Linked DNA regions of Zea mays: regions 2 and 3 are each linked to region 1. The links are chromatin contacts, called in public Hi-C maps. All regions are on one chromosome and are shown on one strand. Each heading gives the region's core, a stretch centred on a gene start, on an enhancer-like site or on the middle of the called end of the contact. The rest is flanking DNA. Distances are from core to core; before and after follow the strand shown. Region 1 holds the start of LOC103631943 (TORTIFOLIA1-like protein 2). Region 2 holds the start of LOC100192864. Region 3 holds the start of LOC109940870 (transcription factor PCF6).

What was found. Hi-C and Micro-C count contacts between places; a contact is called where the count stands out from the background.
Region 2: a Hi-C map of leaf shows a contact between it and region 1, with 9 times the contacts expected there. The contact joins the promoter of LOC100192864 here to the promoter of LOC103631943 in region 1. A contact is called at or near these places in 17 of 25 Hi-C or Micro-C datasets (bundle sheath, ear, leaf and 4 more) and 2 of 3 datasets of contacts at active chromatin or transcription factors (leaf and seedling).
Region 3: a contact with region 1 is called in a Hi-C map of bundle sheath, with 2.8 times the contacts expected there. The contact joins the promoter of LOC109940870 here to the promoter of LOC103631943 in region 1. A contact is called at or near these places in 3 of 25 Hi-C or Micro-C datasets (bundle sheath, ear and leaf).

The regions. Positions count from the first base shown.
Region 1 is chr7:5,501,060-5,506,012 of Zm-B73-REFERENCE-NAM-5.0, reverse strand. LOC103631943 (TORTIFOLIA1-like protein 2) reads right to left here and starts at 2,910. Exons shown (of 7, transcript XR_002263637.1): 1 at 2,211-2,910; 2 at 1,582-1,776; 3 at 1,386-1,488; 4 at 748-802; 5 at 553-654; 6 at 303-380; 7 at 1-226.
Region 2 is chr7:5,312,402-5,317,354 of Zm-B73-REFERENCE-NAM-5.0, reverse strand. It overlaps LOC100192864, which reads left to right and starts at 2,240. Exons shown (of 14, transcript NM_001138053.1): 1 at 2,240-2,334; 2 at 2,441-2,503; 3 at 2,899-2,970; 4 at 3,068-3,175; 5 at 3,288-3,368; 6 at 3,530-3,583; 7 at 3,674-3,799; 8 at 3,900-3,989; 9 at 4,091-4,210; 10 at 4,302-4,418; 11 at 4,550-4,666; 12 at 4,772-4,828; 13 at 4,938-4,953. The coding sequence starts at 2,462.
Region 3 is chr7:5,642,403-5,647,355 of Zm-B73-REFERENCE-NAM-5.0, reverse strand. It overlaps LOC109940870 (transcription factor PCF6), which reads right to left and starts at 2,252. Exons shown (of 2, transcript XM_020541215.2): 1 at 382-2,252. The coding sequence starts at 1,733. The coding sequence ends at 420.

The DNA.
Region 1 (4,953 bases), core at 1,661-4,160:
ACTCTCATACTAAAAATCCTAGGTCACCCTGATACTAAAAATCACCCAGATGCTTAAGGTAAAATCACCCAGATAATTATGGAAGAGTTGGAATGCTTACTACCAAATCTGTTCCCAGGTCACGGCATCTTCAATTTATGTGGTCGCTTCATATGTGAATCAGAAGTGGCTTTAGAGTTTCTTAGCTGTCACCATCTTCATTTTTCTTAGCCACAACCTACCTGATCTAACACCAGCGATTAATAAATTAGAAAGTTAAAAACAGTTACCATGTTGTTATAGGATGGATGGAATTGTCTTACCTGCGGAACGACGTGATGTACTAAGAAAAGAGCCCATCTTGTGTTGTATCCACCATAGCCTCCGACAACTACATTCGCCTAACAAAAAAAACAGATATTAGTAAGGAAAACTAAGAAGGAAAATGACAAAAACCCACAAAAACATTAGTGGTGAGGTTTCAAACACCTAGCTGCATTGCATATAATCTAACATCTGAAATTTTTATAAGGTTTCAATATCCAAATAATCCTCCTCAAGGGTTTGACTAACAAGCAGTTTCTTAGCCGCCACCATCTTCATCACCATCAACTTCAATTTTTGTGGTCGCATCATATGTTAATCGCATCGTATGGAACCTTTTAGGGATTTGTTCTGTCAGTATATTAGTGGCTATTTCAGTATATCAGTGGCCAAATCAAAAGAAGAGAGGGTATAACCATTCAGTTTAGAATCACATGAAATTACCTCATAACCATTAGCGTAATTTTTTGGTTCTCGCAACAAATCTTGACTTCATTATCTATTAATAACAGAGAAACAGTAGAAGGATCTCATTAGCTAGCAGCATTACACGTTAATCACAAAGCATAAGGTATTAACATGGTATTGTGGTATTCTTTATAGCCATTTAAACTCACATTTTTTGAATAATAGAACTCAAAGAAAAGTTTGGAATCCATGGAATGTGTAATATTAGCCATGATCCACGAAAAAAAACTAAAAGCAATAACATTGCTGCCTCATCAGCAACTCAAATACTTTTGTAGTTAAATATGTGTAAATAATTAAGGGGTACTAAGGACCCTCTCATATTTGATTCTTTTAGTTGATTACCTCTGAATTAAGATGCATAATCTTGGAAGAGATGGCAAATGAGAAGAGTGTTGCTTATATATATACAAACATCATGTGAGTTCTGATTAGCTTACCCTATTTATTTTGGTAATATTTTTTTAAAGAAAAACAAGAAAGATATATGCATGTTAACTTTTTATAAAATATAGATTAATGGATTTTGAAATAAATCAAGAAAACAAACAGTGTTTTGTCTGTTTTTCTTAATATCAAATGTTAAATGTAAATTACATGGACATATTTTGTACCTTTTGTTGATGATCCAGCTTCATGGTTCAGGAGTATGAGACCCTGGAATAGCTTTTCACAGCTGAATTGCATGTATATAATGGTGTCACGTACCGGTTTTACCTATCATAGGAGGCATTAAGTCAATAAAACATAAAAGGAAATATGTTACAACATAAAATTCCACAGGTGCAAGGGAGTGAAGAGATACAATACCTTGTCAAATTTACTACACTCAAGGGAGCGAAGGCAGGAATTTCTGAAAGAGGTAACCAAATACCCAGAACTGATCGCAATACTTGAAAGAGCTAGTGAGACAGCCTTCCTTGTATTCCAGTCAGTACTGTTCAGCGCATCCATAATACTTGTTAGAGCTGATGATAATGCCTGCTCTGTGGAAGCACCTTCAGCCTGAAAAATAGGGGGTGCATAAGTAGACTAACACAATGTAAGATCCTATGGTAGATTGGTAGTTACAAGCTATGAAATCGAACTGAAGATGAAGATTGTTACTGTACGTCATGAAAGACATTAAGAGGTGCCGTTGAATTTACACCATATATTAGTGACCGATCAATCTAGCAATGCAATGCATGAACCTTAGTTTTTTTGAAGCAAGAAAGGCATGCGAATTTGTAGAAAGATTGCAGTATTTCCAATCTGACTAACCATTAATTAAATAACAAGTATTACAAAGAAGAATGTTTCTTTCTCATGATACATATTACAAGGTCAGATGAATATGCAAAGTAATCTGTATAACATGGAAGACATGTGAAATTGTGCTTACACATGAAGAGGTTTTAGTGGATTGACATTGCTTACACAAAAGAAAGAGTTCAAACCTGAATAATGCTTCTTATCAAGTCAATCGCAGCGGGCTTCGCCATGAAGTGGAGGTTCTTGAGAAGCTTAACAGCACGGACAAGCATCTGCGGGATCGAGGCACAGATGGTCAAAGGCGACGTCTGCTGCTACCTTTGCGGACGGAAACCGCCAGATGCGAGCTGGCGTCCTTGGACCATCCCGACTGCCCACGCCTGCTGCCCAGCTTCGCTGACGAAGCCGACCAAGCTCTCGCGCCCGACTGCCCACGCCTGCTGCCCAGCTTCGCTGACGAAGCTGACCAAGCTCGCGCGAGACCGTGGTTGTGGGGGAGGGTCGCTAGAGAACCGAAGAAGGTCTAGTGCTCGTCGACCCCGGATCGACATCTTGTCCAACGAGACCTAGGCGGCGCGGGAAGGGGAGGCGGGGACAATGGGCCTTGAGTGCCGCAAAGGACTCGGAGGTGGAAGCGGCGGCGTTGGCTCACGACTTCTCGAGTGCGTCGGAGTGGGAGGAGGAGGGCGAGGGCGGGGCCGGAAGGAACGGGGTTTCGAGGGGGGCAGGGCGGGGATGGCACGACAGAGCTCAGGGAGGGATGCAGAGCGGGGTTCCATGGGAAGGGCGGGGATCTCGTGGTGGACGCGAAGGCGGCTGCCACATGAGCGGGGGCACCCACGAGCGGGGCGCGCGGGCAGATGGGCGTCGAGAGGCAGAACATGGCGCACATGTGGACGCCTACAATAAATACTTATAGAGTAGTAGGGACGATATATCTGCACAGATGAGGAGGATCGGCCGATCGGGTTAGGAGACTTGCACGTTCCTGGAAGTGGCGAGCGACGCGCGCGAGTAACATGCATGCATGGGCTCAACAAGAGGCCGAGGCCAAAGCATCCACGGAGTGGGAGCCCGGCCCGCCGAGAACGACGTACGACGGGGACGTGTAACGACGACTATCGCCTTTTGATGATCATTCGCAGGATTGCTTTCGTGCAGATCATAGCCGTATCTCTCTCTCGCAGCAGCTCGTTGTTGCGTCTCGGATGCATGCAAAGCGAGTATCTTTTCAAATATTTATCCTCCGCTTGTTCATTTTTAAATTAAAATATAATAAATAAAAAAGAATGAGAGATTAGTAGAGTGGGTGTGCTTGTGATGCATCAAGGGACATCGATCTTCACCTCGACCTAGATAGATATATAATCATTATTTGCGCAACTTTAACTATCTTTTAACCAAACAGACCAACTAACAGATTAGATGAACTTTAGCTAGAGCTTAGATTTTGTTATCTTCTCGACCACACAGAGCTAGCTAATGCTAGAGATAACTGATCCATGTATCATGATTTTCACTGGTCACGCTAAATCAAAATAGTACTCATGTCCTTTTGTTTATATCCTTTAGCTTGTATTAGCTAGTCCATTATCTAGTCTAGGGAACGGAACGTCTTGAGGTCGTCTCTTACTGCTAATTACCTCGAGAACTAGACATCCAGCTGCTAGTAGTTAAGAGAACCAAACATCCAGCTACTAGCTAAACTTTAGCTAGATGATACTTTTACCTGGCTAAAATTTAGCTAGAACAAATTAAATCCAAACATGGCTTTAATTAGGCCATCTACATTAGATCTCATATCTCAACCTTTATCTTATCCCCTATTTTAAACTCTACTCTACAGACAGTGTCATCTACATAGTTTTGCGTCTGTTATTTTACACGATCCACCGAAAACAGTCTGCGCGTGCGTGCATTCAGAATGCCGCTATATGTGTTACATTGCTAGTTATACATATCCTACCAAGTTCCAACGGATGATGATTCGATCCCTGATCCATCGGCAGTATCTTCAACTAACCTGGATACCGTATCGTATCATGTCAATCGTTTACCGATCGTACGTTTCTCTGGCTGGCTGCAGAGACACTTGGACGCACGATCTGGACACCTGAACCTCAGCGATCTGCGGAATCATACATGTATATAAAATCGTGTTTGGTTGTGTCATGGTTTTTTTAAGAAAAAGTTCTTGTAAGCTGCAGATTGTGAAAAAACTTGTATGAGATATAGATTGCGAGGAAATCACAAAAACTATTTGGCTAACAGCCGCTTCTGAAAAAAAATAGTTAAACGGATCATATATCATCCTACATTCCACGCTACTGGTATGAGACATAGAGTGTCATTAGCATAGTTCTTTAGGTGTATAGCAATCCTAACAAGATATAATGAAGCATAAGTGGAGAAGTAGGACATTAAACACCAGACAATGCAACTGTAGAATTATAAAAGAGTTCAAGAAATTTAAGTACTTTTTCTGCAACAACACAATGATCATCAATTAAAATAAATTAATCACCTTCAGCACTAGGATGGTTCACATGCATGAAAGTAGTGAAAGGGACCCTATGAGGAAACAAATGCTTAAACATCTGATATGTAGAGTTTTAAAAAGGTATTGCAGTTCTAAATGTTTCAATCAAAGACTTAAGAGCATCAAGGGTCTCTTTAACTATTAGATTGGTAATAAGGCATGTGCAACGCTGATGCAAGAACATAGATATGGAGGTTTAGGATTTATCACCACCATCAACATTCTCAATACCAAGATATGGTGGCAGTATAGGTCTAAGCATCCTCATGGCAGAAACATTTGATGATGCATTTTCTAAGGTAACAACAAACATCTTATTAGTCAAGCCATAATCAGCAAGCACACCGACAACACGAGCAACAATGTTTTGTCCATCATGTGACACATCA
Region 2 (4,953 bases), core at 991-3,490, 190 kb after region 1:
ACATAGTTCATTGATTATGTTAAGACACCTAGTTTTGTATCTTATTCACTAGAACCCCTTAAGACACGGCTCATTTATGTAGGTTGAATGAGTATAACCGTATCTTAGACTTAGAGAATCGTGTAGAGACGTCCCTTCACCAAAACATGTCCCTTATGTTTTTTTTTGCACGTACCCCCTTAGAGATACAGGGCCGGACCTAGGCATGTGCAAGCCGTGCGCTCGCACAGGGCCTCCAAAAATTGAGGGCCCCAAAACTTAGCAGATATATTCTAGTTTTATGATTTTTTACAACACATTAATATTTAGCATATATTTTCTCCATACCATGCTGTTGCGCTGAAGTGGAACTACTGAGTGCTGCACCAATAAATGAATCTCTATGGGATCTTAACAGGTTTGTCCGTGTGAACAAAGTTCTATAAATTAAAACTACTAAATTCATATTTGTGTTCTACTATGACACAAAAAAACGTATTATTTAGATACAATAATACTCGAGAGTAAAGCGTTAGAGAAGATCGAATATAAGCATATTGTATAAAATTTTCTTTAAAATCCACCAAAAGAACGATGTTATTCAGATAAAATAGATATGTTTCTTTAGATATTCTATTATAATATAAATTACTGTAACTTGTAGATTGTTTGTACTGTTTTTAATAAAAAAAATATAGATTACAGTGTTTTAGATTTGGCACTGAGCCTCAAATTTCTCAGATCCAGACCTGCTTAGATACTTTATGATATTGGTCATTTGTATGAGTTGTACTTGTACATACCCTAAACAGCAACTAATTACACACATGACTCTTTTCTGTATAAATATAAAATAAGTAAAATGCAGTCCTACTAGTATACCATTAGCATTAGCCACCAGGTCGCGGTAAATGAGGGGGCGAGCAGAGGAGAAGGCTCGCGGAAGGCGCCACACGTCAAGACACGCCGCGCCTGCCGTCTCGTCGACTGGTCCGCCCCGCCACCATCGTTCGTCACGCGACGCGACCGCACTTTCCTCTCCCCGATCCTCCAGTCCCAACCGGCCAACCCGACTCCTCCTCCTCCTCCTCGCCTATAGATACCCAGCCCCCGTCTCCTCCTCGTCTCCGCTACCAGCCCGACCCACCACCACCATCGCCACCATTACCCTCTCGCCCCTGCCTCTCCGGCCGACCCCGTCCCATGCCGCAGCGCGCAGCGGCCGCACTGACACACCAGTGAGCGAGCAGAGCGAGGCCTGATGCGGCAGCGGCAGCAAGGCGAGGAGCACCGGGAGATATTCGTCCAGTGGAGACCCTGCGACAAGAAGAGGTCTTAGGCCCTCCGCCGCCACGCGCACCGGCAGACAAAATCCGCGCAGGCCTTCTTCCGACCCGCAAAGGCGCCGCCTTTTTCGCCGATTCCACAGGCCGGAGCCCGGGGAGAAAGACAGACAGACAGACCGGAAGATGAGCGCATCCGTGGGCCGGACCCGCGTGGGGCGGTACGAGCTCGGCCGGACCCTCGGCGAAGGCACCTTCGCCAAGGTCAAGTTCGCCAGGAACGTCGAGACCGGAGAGAATGTCGCCATCAAGATCCTCGACAAGGAGAAGGTCCTCAAGCACAAGATGATCGCCCAGGTAAAAAGCATGACATGCCATGCCGTCCCATCCCATCCCATCCATCCCCTGTCTCGGTCTCCCCCGTCCTCTGTTCCTGCTCCGTTACGTGTTTCCTGTTCCATTCAGTTCCTTCTTTTCTCCTCTCAAGAAAATTAGAGCCAGGACGAAGAAACTCTCTATTGTTTTCTTATCAGAGACTAGAATTTAGAGCCAGGACAAAATCAAACTCTCTCTCTCTCTCTCTCTCTCTCTCTCTCTCTCTCTCTCTCATGCGTTTGCTCCTCCATTCATGGACCATCACTCGTTCAATGAGTTGTAACAGGCGACGTGCGCTCTCGCGTCTTTTTTCCTGTTCATCACGTGCTTTTCATCACCCCTGTTGATTTTTATGGATCTTCGGACGGAAAACACCTCTGCAAGTCCGGCGAAACTTAAATCCACGCTCCTTTCCGTCACTCCACATCATACACACGGGCGCACTTCTCTTCGCTGTTAAGCAAGTCGCGTTGCGTCCGAATTTGTCTTCTTTCAGAAAAGGAAAAAAAACTTTTTTTCTAGAGCCGCCACCGTGCGGAAAAATCAAATCGGTTGTCTGAAAATTAAGTGGGAACGCGCCACATCGCTGGACCACCGGTAAGAGTTAATACGGTCGGCGGCGAGCTTTGACGGTAGCAGACGGGCGACCACGGGCGTCTCGTTTCGTCGTCGTCTCGCCCGCCTTCCGTTGGAACGTGTGCGTCGCTGTTTGGTTGGGACGGTCAGCCTTGTCGTCCCAGTCCGGGCCAGGCCAGTTGATGATTTTCTTGACGCGCTCGCGCTGTTGTTGTTTTTTTCTGCAGATCAAGCGAGAGATCTCGACCATGAAGCTCATCAGGCACCCCAACGTCATCCGGATGTATGAGGTATGCGTTTTTCCCTGCATTAATCCTGTGTACGAGCTGATGGACAGATGGAAACTATATACGAGAGCAGAGTAAAAAAAAGGGTTTTTTTTCAGGCTTGTGCAACCTGAAACTATACACAAAATGACCCTAATCTGAATGATCTGTTCTTCCTCCCATTAAGAGATAAATATAGTTCTCTGAATCGGCAACGAACTGATTGATGATAAACGTTGGACCACACCAAACTATGCCTTTGGCCGATCTTTTCAAAAAGAGAGAACTACGCTTTCTAAGTACCACTGATTGTCTGTTGCTCGACGACTTCTACCTTTTGTCCCCCTCTCTCGCGTCCCTGTCCACTCCTGTGCGTGTCTGTCTGCCCATTTATGTGCTCCCCTCTCGTGATCGTGAAGGTGATGGCCAGCAAGACAAAGATATACATCGTCATGGAGCTCGTCACCGGTGGCGAACTCTTCGACAAAATCGTGAGCGTCATGTCCTCTATCACCCTTGTCCGAATCACTGCACTCAGCTCCTCTCCTAGCATGTGATGAATGAATTTGCGCCCGCCCTGTGGACTAGGCCTCGCGTGGAAGGCTGAAAGAGGATGACGCAAGGAAGTACTTCCAGCAGCTGATCAACGCTGTCGATTACTGCCATAGCCGAGGCGTCTACCACCGCGATCTCAAGGTGAGTAGTACTGCTTACCAATCAGTTTTATATGGACAAGCGTGCAGGTTCAGCAGGAAACTGTGTTTGATCTCTCTGTGTGTGTGTGTGTTTTCCCCTTTCTTTCTTTCAGCCTGAAAATCTCCTGCTTGATGCTAGCGGCACGCTCAAGGTTTCGGATTTTGGACTGAGCGCACTATCTCAACAAGTCCGAGTAAGTAAACTCCCCCCCCCCCCCCCCCCCCCTCTCTTTTTTGGATAAACATGCGCATAAAAAAAATACTAATGCCGTGAAACAGTCTGTGCCTGAACCTAACAAATGGAACATTTTCTAATCAGCTGATGGTTTTTCAATACCCTTTTGTTAACGTGCAGGAGGATGGTCTGCTGCACACAACCTGTGGAACTCCCAACTATGTTGCTCCCGAGGTGCTGACCACGGCTACGCTTTTAATTACGTTCTTATTCCCACTCAGTGAAGTATCTTGTTCTCATTGTCCAGTGCTCTTGCGTCTACAGGTTATAAACAATAAGGGCTATGATGGAGCTAAGGCTGATCTGTGGTCATGTGGAGTGATTCTCTTTGTCCTCATGGCGGGGTACCTCCCATTTGAAGATTCGAACCTGATGTCGCTCTACAAGAAGGTTTGACAGTCTCTACCATGACAAGAGCTCAAGAAGCGCAAGGCTTTCCTTCTTTTTTCCCTTAATGGTTGCTTGACACTTGGTCTGATTTTTCATGCAGATCTTCAAAGCGGATTTCAGTTGCCCGTCCTGGTTCTCCACAAGCGCAAAGAAGCTCATCAAGAAGATACTTGATCCTAATGCTAACAATGTGAGTTCTGCTGTTCGTACATAACCATCATTTTTAATCCATTCTGTTCAGCATCTCTGTAGGTATACTAACTGTGTGCCATCGTTTTGTGGCCTGTGCAGAGAATAACTATTGCAGAGCTCATTAACAACGAGTGGTTCAAGAAGGGGTATCAGCCTCCCAGATTTGAAACAGCAGATGTTAATCTGGATGACGTGAACTCCATCTTCGATGAATCCGGGGTAAGCTTTTTGCACCATACAGTTCATATTTCTGTATTATCTCACAACTCATTGCATGGGCAAGTTAAAAAAAAAGTTGCTTTCAATGCAGGAGCCAGCACAGCTTGTTGTTGAGAGGAGAGAAGAAAGACCATCAGTGATGAACGCTTTCGAGTTAATCTCTACGTCTCAGGGCCTCAATCTCGGGACGCTCTTCGAGAAGCAAACGGTATGTTCATGACCTTAAGTTAACCGATGGCCCTGAACTTCGGATGATAAAGAAATGAAATCCACTAGACTGCAACCAACCACGATAACCTTTGCCTAACTGAATGCCCTGCAATGCCTCTGTGTTACTAGGGTTCTGTTAAGCGAGAAACAAGGTTTGCGTCAAGGCTTCCTGCAAATGAGATACTGTCGAAGATCGAAGCAGCAGCGGGACCCATGGGCTTCAACGTTCAGAAGCGCAACTATAAGGTAGTGGAAGTTAAGGATCACAGAATTAGGGATGCAGCACCTTGTTTTCATAGTTCCATTCCATCTTAGCATTTTTGCCCTGACAAGCACTGTCTGAATCATCAGCTGAAGCTGCAAGGGGAGAACCCTGGAAGGAAAGGTCAGCTGGCCATTGCAACAGAGGTACAGCTTCCTGGTTGTGCCTAGACTTCCTGCATGGTCTGTTGTGCTGTTCTTGGCGCCTCTGTGCTTTAGACTGAAACGAAAGAAAAAAACTACCTGATGCCTGAAGGTTTTCGAGGTCACGC
Region 3 (4,953 bases), core at 1,003-3,502, 140 kb before region 1:
TACAACGTAGCCTGGGCTTACTACAAATTAAGGCATTAAAAATCCAGTGCCGGACAAACAGAAACCATGTGATTGGCCTGTCTCCCATGAAATAGCTAATGGATGGAGCAGAACACCAAACCAGATCCCTCTGCAGTGAGTAGTGAAATGACACCTGTTCTCATTTGTAAAGCTGGGCCAAATGCTCCCACTAAATCCTTGACACTCGTCAATTGCCAAGAACCAGCCGAGAGTTTTATGGGACACAAGGCACCTCGAGTTCCACCAAAAGGGAGCGATAATCATATCAAATTGCCGAATGGCAGGCATCGTAGCCTAAATTAAGGCCCCAACACACAAGCATCCAAAAGGCAAAGAAAGGTCGAGAGTTCATGAGCTTACCATCCAGATAGCACTGCACCGCGATGGGCAGGTGTCGGTCAGTTCTTGCCCTTCTCCTTCATGTCTGCGTGCTGGAAACCGTTCCAGAGCTGGAACGCGGCGAACTGGCCCTCGGCCGTGGTGGGCGTGGTGGCCGCCGCAGCGGCAGCCGCGGCCGAGCTGAACATGAATGGTATGTTGGGAGCGTCCAGTGGAGTAGACAGCCTCTGGAGCTGTTGGTGGTGGTGGTGGTGGTGGCCGGAGATGTGCGGCTGCGAATTGGACTGAAGGGTCCCCCTACTGTTAACACCCAAAAGACCCGAGGACATGGAGAAGTTGAGGTTGTATTCTCCGGCGGGAGCCGACGCCGGCATCGCGTGGACGGGCATGAAGTGGTCCTGCAAGAACGAGAAGTGCGTCATATCGGCGTGCGGCTCGCCGCCGCCAGAGGCGACAGTGACGGCACCGCTGGCCAAGTGGTGGTAGTGCTGCGCCGGGGCCATGGCGATGGACGCAATGTTGCCGAGGTGGGGAGCGGGGGAGGCAAAAGTGTGCGCCATCGCGTGTCCCCCGCCCTTCCGGGGCTGCGCGAACCCGATGTAGTCGGTGGTGGCGGAGACGGACGGCGGCTGCCAGGACACCAACGACTGCTGGTGGTGCTTGTGTTCGGCGGGGGCGGCGCTGCTGGCCGCAGCCATCCCCGTGAGCAGCTCGGTGAAGGATGCCGCCTGCGCTGAGCTTGTAGCCGCGGCGCGCCTGGAGTCAGCGGCGGGGTCCTTGTCCTTGTCCCTGGCAACGGCGCTCCGCTCCCTGGCGCGGTCCCGCGCCTTGACCCGGCTCTCGGAGCGGGAGAGGGAGAGGACGGAGCCCTTGCTGGTCTCGGACGTGCTGCTGCATCCGGACCTCGTGAGCTGCTGCTGGTGGTGGTGGTCGTCGTTGTCACCAGCAGGCGGGGCGTGGTCCTTGGCGGAGGCCGGGTGCGCGGGGAAGCCTGCGGCGGTGTCGAGCGAGGGGAGCTTGTCGATGGCGTCGGCGGCGGCCCTGATGAGCCACTCGATGGCCTTGCTGGGCTGGTCGTAGCCGAGGCGGTCCTGCAGGTCGTAGAACTGGATGGCGGTGGCGACGGAGAGGCGGACGCGGCGGTCCCGGATGCCCTTGGCCGTGTACACCTTGCTGTGGCGGTCCTTGCCGCCGGAGCCCCGGGAGACGCGGTAGATCCGCGAGGCAGGGTGCTGCTGCGCCCACGGCGCGGCGGCGGGCGGCGGCACGGCCATCGCCACCGCGCGGCGCTTAGGCTCCGGCTCCGCGCCCGCGCCTTTCGCCCGGGCCCGCTTGCCCCCCGCGCCGACGCAGCCCACGGCCTCCACCTCCATCGCGGCGGCGGCGGCGACGGCGGACCCCTACCACGTCCCCCCGGCCGGCACGCCCCGCATTGCCGCCCGCGGCGTCGGCTTCCCACCCGGACGGGCGCAATTCGGAGGGCGTGTACGAAGTAATCGGAGTGGTGGTGGGTGTGCGAATGAGGGTGCGTGCGGGACGGGACGAGAGCAAGCGATCGGCGCGGCGGTGAGGTCCGTCGTCGTCAGATCTGGCGTGGCGACTGGCGAGGGCGGCGGTTGATCGGGCGGACGAACTCGGGAGGCGCGATTTTTGGGGAGCGTAGAGGGAGGAGGGGCTGACTGGAGTGACTGCCGCCAGCAACGGTGGTGGTGGTGGGTGGCGGCTAGTGATGACTGACAAACGAGGCAATCAGGCGTGACGGGACGGAGGAAAAGGGAAGCTCAGCTGCTTGGCAGCAGGTGCGCGGCACGAGGCAGGCTACTACTGCAAGTGTAGTGTAGGCTAGAGGGCAATGGGCAGCGGATGCTGACTAGTACTAGTACCGTAGTGACAGTGTCAGGACAGCGCCGCACGCGCACGGCGGCGGCACGAGACGCCCTCTGCTCGCCGCCGCCACCACGGGCCGACGGCGATATGTGCGTTCGTCGCTGTCCAGCCGTGCCTGGCGGCGGCGGCAAATGTGATGCGATGTGGCCAATTCGCACCGGGCCATCATGAGAGGCGCAGCGCATGTGGCTGAGATGGTAATGGTCCCGGTCGATTCTTCGCGGATAATTCTTTCAATATTTGGTAGTCAAGAATCACGAGAGAATTTATCGAGAAAGAATTCTATTGTTATTCAATTTTAAAAAGTAAAATGATTCCTCTTCTATAGATCCTCTCATGACCTGATTAGAGAAGTTTTTCTCTACGCGGATGTAAACGGGAGCTCTATTTAAAATCTTATCTCGGCCTCTACTTAGAACACCGGACAGTCATAAAAAATGTTCCTGGTTCTATATATGTGGCGGTGGCACAAACAAAAAAATATAAATTAAAACTACATTCAGCTATTACTTTACAAGCATTATGGTACACATGTCAAACGGAAGCTTTAATTTTTATAGATGGCATATGCATGCATGATACAGTAATCTCAGTTTTTAATTCCTGTCGGCAGCTGCCGTGATTTGAGACATCGTTCATCAGAGGTCAGAAAATGGAGCAGGACCAGGACGGATGACATACCTAATTTATACCGGATCGAAAAGCTTGGGCGTATCTGATAGCAAATGCAGGCTGTGGGGCATACCAAACCTATTCCAAATTTCGCGATGTTCAATTCAAACGGCCGGTTGCCCCCCTCCGATTTTTTACGGCCGGTTGGTAGGGGCTCGTGTTCGTCCGCCTCTGATATATAGATCTATTCGATATTACAAGAAACCGGAAACATCTCGCAATAAAATAAATTAGGACTCCCGTTCGAATTAATCTAAATTCTTCTTAAACTGTCCATTTTGTTTCCATATTATGGTGCAGCAGCCAGCCAGCAGTGCTATGCTACTGCTAAGAGCATCTTCAACAACGTGACCTATAAAAATGTTCAGTAATTTAAAATTGAGTATATTTTATAGAATTTAGGGCACCAACAAAATATCTCGCTCTAATAGTAAAGCCTGAAATCTAGATTATAGGGCAGCACACTACGGTGTAGTATATTTGAGGCACTTGAGAGGGTGTCCTATAATTTTTTGACCAAATTTTATGAATGATACACTGTTAGAGTAGTTTTTCCTGTGTATAGCATCATATTTTAATTTGAGGCACCAATTTGAGACATTATTGAAGATGCTCTAACAGCGGCTACGTAGGCTGACTGTTCCTAAAAATATACTATTCTTTTTCAAATTATAAGATATTATCTTTCCTACGACGTCGTTGAATTTTTTCGCAATTTTAATCATTTGTCTTATTAAAAGAATGATAGGATATTATTTATTTTGTTGTGATTTTATTTATTAATTGACTTATTTTTTTTACATTCTACGTTAAATATTTTGAATAAGACAACTTATTAAAATTCTGTAAAAAAAGAGACAACGACATCATGTGTTTTGAACGGAGGAAGCAGTTTGTTTTCACAATACGTCTAGAGATACAATTTATATTCAAATATATAATAAAAGCTATTACGTGTATATTATAACTCAAAATAGAGGGACTAGTATGTTGACGCCTTTTCGGAGCGCCAAACACTCAAGAAGAACCGTGGCGGTGCCCTCTGCACAGGGGCGGACGGTCCGCGCGCAGGGGCCGGACGATCCGCGGCCTGGTGCGAGGTGCGGTGGTGCTCTCTGCGCAGGGGCGGACTGTCCGCGGCCTGGGGTCGGACGGTCCGCGGCCTGGTGCGCGGCTGGGGCTTCTCTGCCTGACGGCCGGACGGTCCGCGCCCTAGGGCCGGACGGTCCGCGCGTTAGCAGGGACGGCGGAAGATCGCCGACGGCGCCTGGATCTCGCTCCCGGGAGGGACCCCGTCGGGGAGAAGAGATCCTAGGTGGTGTCTAGGCTCGGGCTGGCCGACCTAGACTCCTCTAATCGACGTAGAGCCGAGGAGAGGCGGAGAATTTGGGGATTGAGTGGCTAAACCTAAACTAGACTAGAACTACTCCTAGGATAAAATGCGAATAAAAGTTGTATTGATTCGATTGTTGATGATTACAAATCGGCCGTATACCTCTCTATTTATAGAGGAGGGGGGCTGGACCCTTTACAAACTAATTTCCGAGTTTATCCCATGATTTTAGCTAACAACCGTAGCACAAAACTCGGAACCCTAATCTGTTCTGCGCACGCGCGGACCGTCCGGCCCACAGGCGCGGACCGTCCGGACCGCGGACCGTCCGGCCTCAGGGCCGGACCGTCCGCGCTCAATTTGGTGCTCAACATATGCCCCCCTGCCTTTTGGTGGAGCTGAGCGAACCAAAAGCAACTAACTCGATGTTATCACATCGGTTTTCTTAGGCATCTTGCCACTTACTAGGATGGTACGCAGTGGCCTTGGTCTCGATGATTGACTCAACGGACGTGATCCCTCGAACTGTGAGTCCCAACATCGCCGAGCGTCATACTGGTCCTGACCAATTCGTCACCTTGCCTTCCTAATTCTCTAAGTGTTCTGGCGTAGCTCCGTAGTCGACCAGGTCTTCTCCTTGCAGGTCGTCTTCCTCCATGGGCGTCGGTACGTCGTCGGAGGTGTCTTGGTGTAGTGCGGAT